Regions from separate parts of the Sus scrofa genome. Here region 1 is linked to region 2. Evidence: chromatin contacts called from public promoter capture Hi-C data. All regions are on one chromosome and are shown on one strand. The core of a region is the stretch at or near the end of the contact, and the rest is flanking DNA. Distances in the headings are between cores, read along the strand shown.

Evidence for each region. Promoter capture Hi-C pulls out the DNA fragments that hold promoters and counts their contacts.
Region 1: a promoter capture Hi-C map of fetal liver shows a contact between it and region 2, with 3 times the contacts expected there. The contact joins the enhancer-like site here to the promoter of LEKR1 in region 2. A contact is called at or near these places in 2 of 5 promoter capture datasets (fetal liver and liver), 23 of 47 Hi-C or Micro-C datasets (alveolar macrophages, brain, embryonic fibroblasts and 13 more) and 2 of 2 datasets of contacts at active chromatin or transcription factors (alveolar macrophages and skeletal muscle).

Annotation. Positions count from the first base shown.
Region 1 is chr13:96,920,535-96,924,391 of Sscrofa11.1, forward strand. LOC106505729 (a long non-coding RNA gene) reads left to right here. Exons shown (of 3, transcript XR_002337734.1): 3 at 1-819. Among named protein-coding and RNA genes, the nearest start is that of CCNL1, 82 kb to the right of the region's middle. Within about 2 kb of position 1,552, at least 52 of the 83 cell types and tissues checked have an H3K27ac peak or open chromatin away from gene starts, as enhancers often do. A contact at or near this core is called in alveolar macrophages, fetal liver, fetal skeletal muscle and 5 more, where this site is marked.
Region 2 is chr13:96,638,839-96,642,959 of Sscrofa11.1, forward strand. LEKR1 (leucine-, glutamate- and lysine-rich protein 1) reads left to right here and starts at 2,224. Exons shown (of 14, transcript XM_021069706.1): 1 at 2,224-4,121.

The sequences.
Region 1 (3,857 bases), core at 302-2,801, 280 kb after region 2:
ATTAAGAATTCCCATCATCAGGAGTTTCTTAGAAGGAAATGACTTTTTAAGGCATATGGGAATTATCAAGAAAATCATTTTCCCTTGAGATGATGTGTTGAGTGTTGGGCAGAATAGCAAGAGGAAACGGTAATTCCCACACAAGGAAATAATTGCTATTTTCAAGGCTGGATAAAATGGGTATATTTCCCCCATGTACCTTTTCATTTTAAAAAGTAATGGAATTCGGGTACATCTTGATTATTTAGGATAATAAAGGATACATGAGGCCTGGATAGAAAAACCACAAATGGTGAGTAAAATAAGACAAACAGGGATTACTTTTTTCTGTTTATTAACACTCACACCAAGCTGTGTACTTGGTTACCATGGTCTCATGGTATCTCATGTCACAGGCTACACCATATAAAATCACAGAGGCCACCGACAGGCAGGAAGAGAGGCCTGGGCTTGTCGTCTGAGTAATACAAACAGCCCAGTGTGTCAGATGGTAGCCTGGGTGCACTGAGGCCTGATGTGCCCAGCTCAGGAGGGGCTGGTGACCACCTCATCTTTTCTCCTGCCTCTGCCTTCCCCCTAGTGGACAGCTGTGGGAAAGCGTCGTAGTTCCCCTGGGCATCTTTATGAAGGGCTGAGATCTGGCACCCCTGAGAGCTGTCCTCCCCAAGCCCTGTTCCCAGGCCCTCTTGGTCAGTTTTCTGGAGAACCAGGGCTCTGCCTGGTATGCGCTGAAATCTCCTTATGATAAGCACCATCATTTCCTGTGTCACTTCCTCCATTTTCATCTACCTCTGCCCACCTTGTCCCCAGGTGGCCAGCATCTTCCCTTGTGCAATCCCCAGGAGACCTGCCTATTCTAGAAAAGACAAATTATTCCTTTTTTCGGTCCTGCAAACTGTTGAGAACCGACACAATAATGTGCTGCTGAACTTGTCTTCACTGTAGGGGCCTCTTACGCCTCCTGTACATCCCTATAACCATTCATTTATTCATCAGATACCTACTAGGTACTGCACCCTGTGCCAGGCCCTGGAGACACAGAAGAAACTGGGCCAAGGTTCCTGCATGGAGGAGTGAACAGCACAGAGAAGTGACAGTTCCTCCATCAATTGCCATGTGATGACGTTCACACCACTAAAAAGACAACAGCGCTGTGCTGTGGGAACAAAGGGAGTGGAGGCAGAGGCTTTGGGGTTTGTTGTGGGTTCTTGTCACAGCAAGGTTAGCCCAACAACTGCTTTGTTCTAATGACTCAGAAAAATAAATGAGGCTGGCACAGGCCACCCTGACACCACACACCTCTAGAATACCCTGGCTGCGCTGCATATTTTCATCCCTGGCGAAGTCACAGTGTTCTGACTATCCCAGCCTGTGTGGATGCTGCTAAGAGGAGGCAGACATCACCATGAGCTCCCTTAGATGACGCACTGCTTGATGTTCCCACTGTGGCAGCCCTCGGCTCCTGCCAACACTCTGCTCTGCTTTGCTCACTTCAAGCCTCCCTTACTTTTGCTGAGGCCCTATTTTCCTCATCGCTGATTCACAGATATGGGAGACCTAGAAAGAAAAAAAAGGGTAATTATCTCAAATGACTCAGGAGCCCTCTTGGACCCTGTGATCTGTATATAGACTTGCATTGTAAAAGCTGAGGGTAATAATATTGTCATCTGTGTAGGAAAAGCTGGAAGAAAAACAGATCAACATTATGCTGAACTCCTAGCTCCTAGCAAAAATTAGTGTAGAGATGATGAATTCTCAGCCTGTGGCCTGACAGCTGAATATCTCATCGAGGGATGAAGGTGCCTGTAAAGAGTCCCAAAAGAGGAGGAGTTCCCGGGTTGAGGGCCGCATTGCTCATCTCTCTCTCTGCCCCCCCTTTCCCCCTCTCCCTCTCTCCTCTCTCTCTGATGCAATAAACGTTTATGGTATGAATGGCTGCCACCTCCGGTCCCGTCAGGCCCCCCGTGGAGGAAACCCAGTTTGAGAAATGAAACTAACTGGCCGGCCCTAGACCCCTAGAACATGATTTAAGATTCATGAACAAAGAGGAAATGACTTGTCTGCTACAAAACTGCTGAGAACGATGACAATCAAGGAAGGATGGGAATCACCTATAAGAGAGGAAAGGCGAATGGACTGTCGCTCCACTTCAGGCTAACGAGTTGGGGAGTGGGGCGGCGGGGGAGGTGAGACGGAGGACAAATCACCTCCTGGTCTTGGCTGGGGGAGGAGGCGCAGTAGCACTAGCGGGGTCCTCACAGCGACAGAGGCGGCCATTGCGCCCCCAGCGGAGAAGGGTGGAGCAGCAGAGAGTGCCTGTGATATGGGCTGTAGGACTGCGCTGGGCTGGCCAGACTTGTGGATCCCCTAAGAGGCACCCCCCTCAAGGTCTCTGATCCCACCACAGCCCTTCCCACCCTCTGGCAGAGGAGAGCTGGCGCGAGTCCCCGAGGAGGCAGAGCGTGTGTACTGGATGGGGTGGAAGAGGTGAGAAGACAGAGCCAAAAATCTTGGGAATTGACCTGAAATCCTTGGTTTTCCCTAAGGCTGTTGTGGCCTGGAGGAAGGGAAATTACATTATAACTATAAATATTGTGCACTCTGCACATTTTGTAATTAGTCTAAAGAAACTCCTGCAGCCTGTTTTAGGATTGTGTACATTCAAATTATCTTCCTGTGTCCTAGCTCTGGGTTCCATACAATCCTTATTCTTCCTGCATTTCTGTTTTTCTTCCATTTACCCTTAATAGCACCCATAATTCATTCGTTTTTCTCAGCAAATATTGATTGAATGCCCACTCTTTGCCAGGTCATACTAGGAACCAAGAATAAAATGTCAGCAAAACAGACATGGCTCCTGCCCTCATGCAACTTACACAATAGAAAAGGAGATGACCTTGATCAAATACCCATGCAAATTAACATGACATTGCAATGTGTGATGCCCTGAGTACATAACAAGGGGTTTGACTTAATATGGGATGTCCGGGAAATCTCCAAGGAATTGATGAGTCAAATGAAATCTGAAGAAATAGGATTAACTAGAGCAGGAGGGTCCTGTGCATCTCTGTAGAGAGATGGCACTTGTGTCTTCAAGATTGTGAAAGACATGAGTGTGACCAGAGTACAGACAGTGAGCGGGGCAGGATGCCTGGCAAGACTGGGCTCGAGACAGTCATGTACAGGGAGCCACTGCCACAGTGGGAACATCAAGCAGTGCGTCATCTAAGGGAGCTCATGGTGATGTCTGCCTCCTCTTAGCAGCATCCACACAGGCTGGGATAGTCAGAACACTGTGACTTCGCCAGGGATGAAAATATGCAGCGCAGCCAGGGTATTCTAGAGGTGTGTGGTGTCAGGGTGGCCTGTGCCAGCCTCATTTATTTTTCTGAGTCATTAGAACAAAGCAGTTGTTGGGCTAACCTTGCTGTGACAAGAACCCACAACAAACCCCAAAGCCTCTGCCTCCACTCCCTTTGTTCCCACAGCACAGCGCTGTTGTCTTTTTAGTGGTGTGAACGTCATCACATGGCAATTGATGGAGGAACTGTCACTTCTCTGTGCTGTTCACTCCTCCATGCAGGAACCTTGGCCCAGTTTCTTCTGTGTCTCCAGGGCCTGGCACAGGGTGCAGTACCTAGTAGGTATCTGATGAATAAATGAATGGTTATAGGGATGTACAGGAGGCGTAAGAGGCCCCTACAGTGAAGACAAGTTCAGCAGCACATTATTGTGTCGGTTCTCAACAGTTTGCAGGACCGAAAAAAGGAATAATTTGTCTTTTCTAGAATAGGCAGGTCTCCTGGGGATTGCACAAGGGAAGATGCTGTGATGTGTTCAAATGTGCATTGTACAAA
Region 2 (4,121 bases), core at 974-3,473:
TTCAGTTTGGAGTCTAAAAGACTATCTATCTACTTTGTGTCTGACTTATTTTCCTGTCAGACAGGAACTGGAATTTGAACTTTGCTCTCTGAAAGCCAAAGGCCAACTAATTTAGGAGGAGACTCTCAAAATCAATGATGGTTTCTTCTAGTTTCATTAGTTTTGTCTAAAATGATTAAAGGATTTGATTCCCAGATAACCATGATCCTCGCTGCTATTTTTACAAATCACATTAATTTCTATACTTAATTCTGATCATTGGCATTCCTAAAGCAAGTCTGGATTCATGTAGCATTCCAACCCTGAGTTTCAACTTTTCAAGTTTCCAACAGAATCCTGTTGCTAGTGAGTGATGATACCTTTATTGTAGTAGCCCCAAGGTGTGGAAGTTGTTTCCTGTGGCCTAGACTCAGCCCAACCCCTCCACTTGTTGAAACATCTGCAAATACTTTGTTCATTTCAGAGGCATCTGACCACAGCTAGCCTCCCATCTGGATTGCTTCCTTTTTCCTGATTGCTCATGTAAGGCATCAATAATCTGGGAAGGCACTCAGCAAGAGAGAAACTGGGAGGGCCCCAGGATTAGAGGGAAGTGCTTGGAGGTTAGTTCTTTGGCTTGTCTCTTATACTTATTCATTAACTGATTCATTCAATCATCACCATTTATTGGGTGGTACTAGCAAAGCAAATATCAACCAGAAGCAGTTTCTGTCCTCAAACAGGAAATAATCCTGCATGCTATACTTATTATCTCAGATCAGGAATTATATTAACTAGTTTATAATAATTATATTTGCCAGGTGTCTTCTGTCTGTAAAGTTCTATAATTGCTTTAGTTCTTTGGTAGGTTTAAGATTTATGGAATATTTTCCTTAATCTCTTTGTTCCCCCACTTTGAAACTACATAAAATTGAAGGCAATACTCTCTAAAGGACTTTGTAAATAATAATCACTAATTAATTTAAGAAATACCACAGGAATCTTTATCTGATGAGTGAAATGATAAACTGAGTAATCATTCCTTCATATGCTGCATTTGCTTTAGGCTTATATGTTAAACTACAAAATATTTGCTTAACAGTTATAAGGAAGAGACTATATTTTAAAAGATATTAATGCTGCTGGGTTATTTTTTTGCCCTTATGTGATATTAATTCCACATCTTAAAAATACATCTATATTATGCACACATGTGCACATTTTAGTAAGTTAATTATAATCAAATCATACAAAGATCTAATTAACTCGTCCCAGGAGTTGTTGAGCAATAATTATACGTTCAAAGCACCAGCAGATTTAAGGTGTATACAGGGTGGGGCCCATCCACCCAGGATTTCAAAACCACATGGTTCTTCAGGTCCTGTTGAGGCTTATCTATTTGCACGTCTTCCTGCAGGAGTTTGGACTAATCAGGTCACTACATCTAGACTGCAGTCTCTATCACTGATTGTTTGCAACATGACATAACATCAATAGGCCACAGAGAAGTTAGCAACAGGGTAAAGGAAAACTGCTTTAATACCAAGGATATCGCCTGTTCAGCGTGTTCAGCGGGTCATATATTGTGTATCAAACCATCTGATATCAACTCCTACAAATGAGCTCAGCCAAAAGGTTCAACCATTTTGTCTGATGGTATCATGTTCTCCAGTCACAATGCAATAGTGAGTCAACCTGTTGTGAGCTGACAGTTCTTCCAGTTCGCTAAAATGGAAAAGGCAGGTTGCTGCTCCAGCATTGCTTCTGTTTTGCTGCAGAATATTTCATATGGCCTCATGCCCCAGCTAGTCTTCGTTGATCTAGATAGTAATTGGACATCTTGGAAGCAGACAGAGGTTGGTTCATTTCTCCTTCAGCCTTGGCTTCTCCCCATCCCCCAACGCTCCCTGTCTTGCAACTCATAACAGAGCAGTGCTATTAAATTCAACATGAAAACACACATCAAGGGGCAGATAGGACCTAGGTGCCTGACAACTCTGAAGAACAGTGAGCCCCTACCCTGAATAGTGCTTTGTTCAAATTATAAAAAAAAGACACCTTGGAGTTGTCATTGTGGCCCAGTGGGTTAAGAACCTGACACAGTGTCCGTGAGGATGTGGATTTGAACCCTGGCCTCACTCAGTGGGTTAAGAATCTGGTGTTACCGAAAGCTGTGGCGTAGATTGCAGATGTGACTTGGATCCAGTGTTGCCATGGCAGTGGTATAGGATTCGACCCCTAGCCCAGGAACTTCCATATGCTGCAGGTGCAGCTGTAAAAAGGAAACAAACAAACAAAAAAACACCTCTTCCTCAGGTGGATGGATGGCATATATCTTAGCATGTGAAACTGGGGCTGGAGTCCAAGAGTTCAATGCTTACCCACCTCCTCTGCCAGGCACTATTATGTGGCCAACAAACTGCACAAGTGTACAGCGTCTGGGCAGAAAGGGTATGAGAGCCTTCCAATGATGGCAGAAGACATTAAGAAACATGAGGGCAACTTTAATAAGGAGAATAATGGGAAACAGGGAGTAATGGGTAGTTTTGTCTTATGACTTTCTAAATAAAAGAAGCCTTCTGAATCAAGTCAAAATCACTTACCACTCTGTGGTGACTTCTTTTCCCTCTCAGGGGATCACTTCTAAAAGCTGAGACAAGGAGCAGTTTTTACATTTACACGGAGATGTATGTACTATATCACTATTCCTGAGGTGGTCTGCACTTAAATAGAGGCAAGAAAATTAAACATTAAGTAATCAGTTTTGTCTGATCACTGCTCTATCCCCAACACCTAGAACAATGCCTGACATACATTAAATGAAACTCTAATCCTAGACTGTCAGTCATTGAGCATCTGGAAATACACCAAGATGTTCTCTTGCTTTCAAGATTCCATAGATCAAATTAGTCATCAAAAACTACTTTTCTTTTAAGCACTTCATAGGCAATAGGTCTCAGCTTTCTTACAAAATACCATCACTATAAATACTACTCAAATACCAATTATTTAAAACTTCCATTGCACATCATGAGCTATTTGTCAACTGGCAATAAAACGCCTCTAAGCCAAATGTTTTTATGTAAGGATGCAGCTTTCCAAACTGTACTTGATACAGTACTTGATAGACAAACAAAAAAAAAATTGTGGCATAGTTGTATTTAAACATTATTTTATGCTTTTTAAATTTTATACATGGGTTGTCATAACAGTGTATTATTTATAATATTTGAATGTATCATCTTCCTCCAAAGATCTCAGAACACCTTTGGTGAGTAAGGAATAGTCCTCCACACCTCTGGTGAAGTAGGTATGCTGTAACATATTTCCATTATAGCTGGATCACATGTGAGTCAGTGGCAGGGCTGCATTATTTACTCATGAAAATTTCCTTCCCAGCTCTAACCATTAGAGTATTGCCTACACATTCATTCATTCACTCACTCATTCCTTCCTTCATTCAAAAATTCATTTGATGCAGTTTGCTAGCCACTTAGGCTCAAGTCCCTATTTCCTTACTGCATCATATGAATATTACAATCTGTTAAAAATTCTCATAATATTTAAAATTTAGAGCAGAGATTTTTCTGCACATGGTAATTAATCCTGTTTCATAGTGGCATACCTACTAGTGTGTCACATGCATACTAAGGAAATGACTGAAATACAAAAAAATTTAAAGATATACTTCTCATTCTTAAGTTATGGATGTTAATCACATGTCTCTAAGGCCTTTTTTTTTTTTAATATTTGCCTGGTGCGGCTAAATAGCTGTGTTTTCTGTGTCTAATTAGAAGTTTCCGCTGTGTATTACAGCTGAGTTGGTACAAGATGTTCAAGACCATGAAAAGATGAATGTAATAGCTTCCTTGTGTCATGGTCTGAATTTTTTTTCCCTCAGTTCATTTGTCCTTTTAAGTAATCATACTCTTTGTACCGGCTCTCATCTGTATTCACAGTGATTGTTCTTGCCAAACCATGCCTCCAGACTTGACTGTATAAATTAAATTTCATGCACGCATATGCAAGCCCTGTGCACTGCCTGTTAAACGAAGTAATATAAACAAATTAAGGGCACATTTTAACGATCTTTGAGTTCCATGTAACAGTGGTTTTTAGACAGTTTCCTACTGGGCACAGAA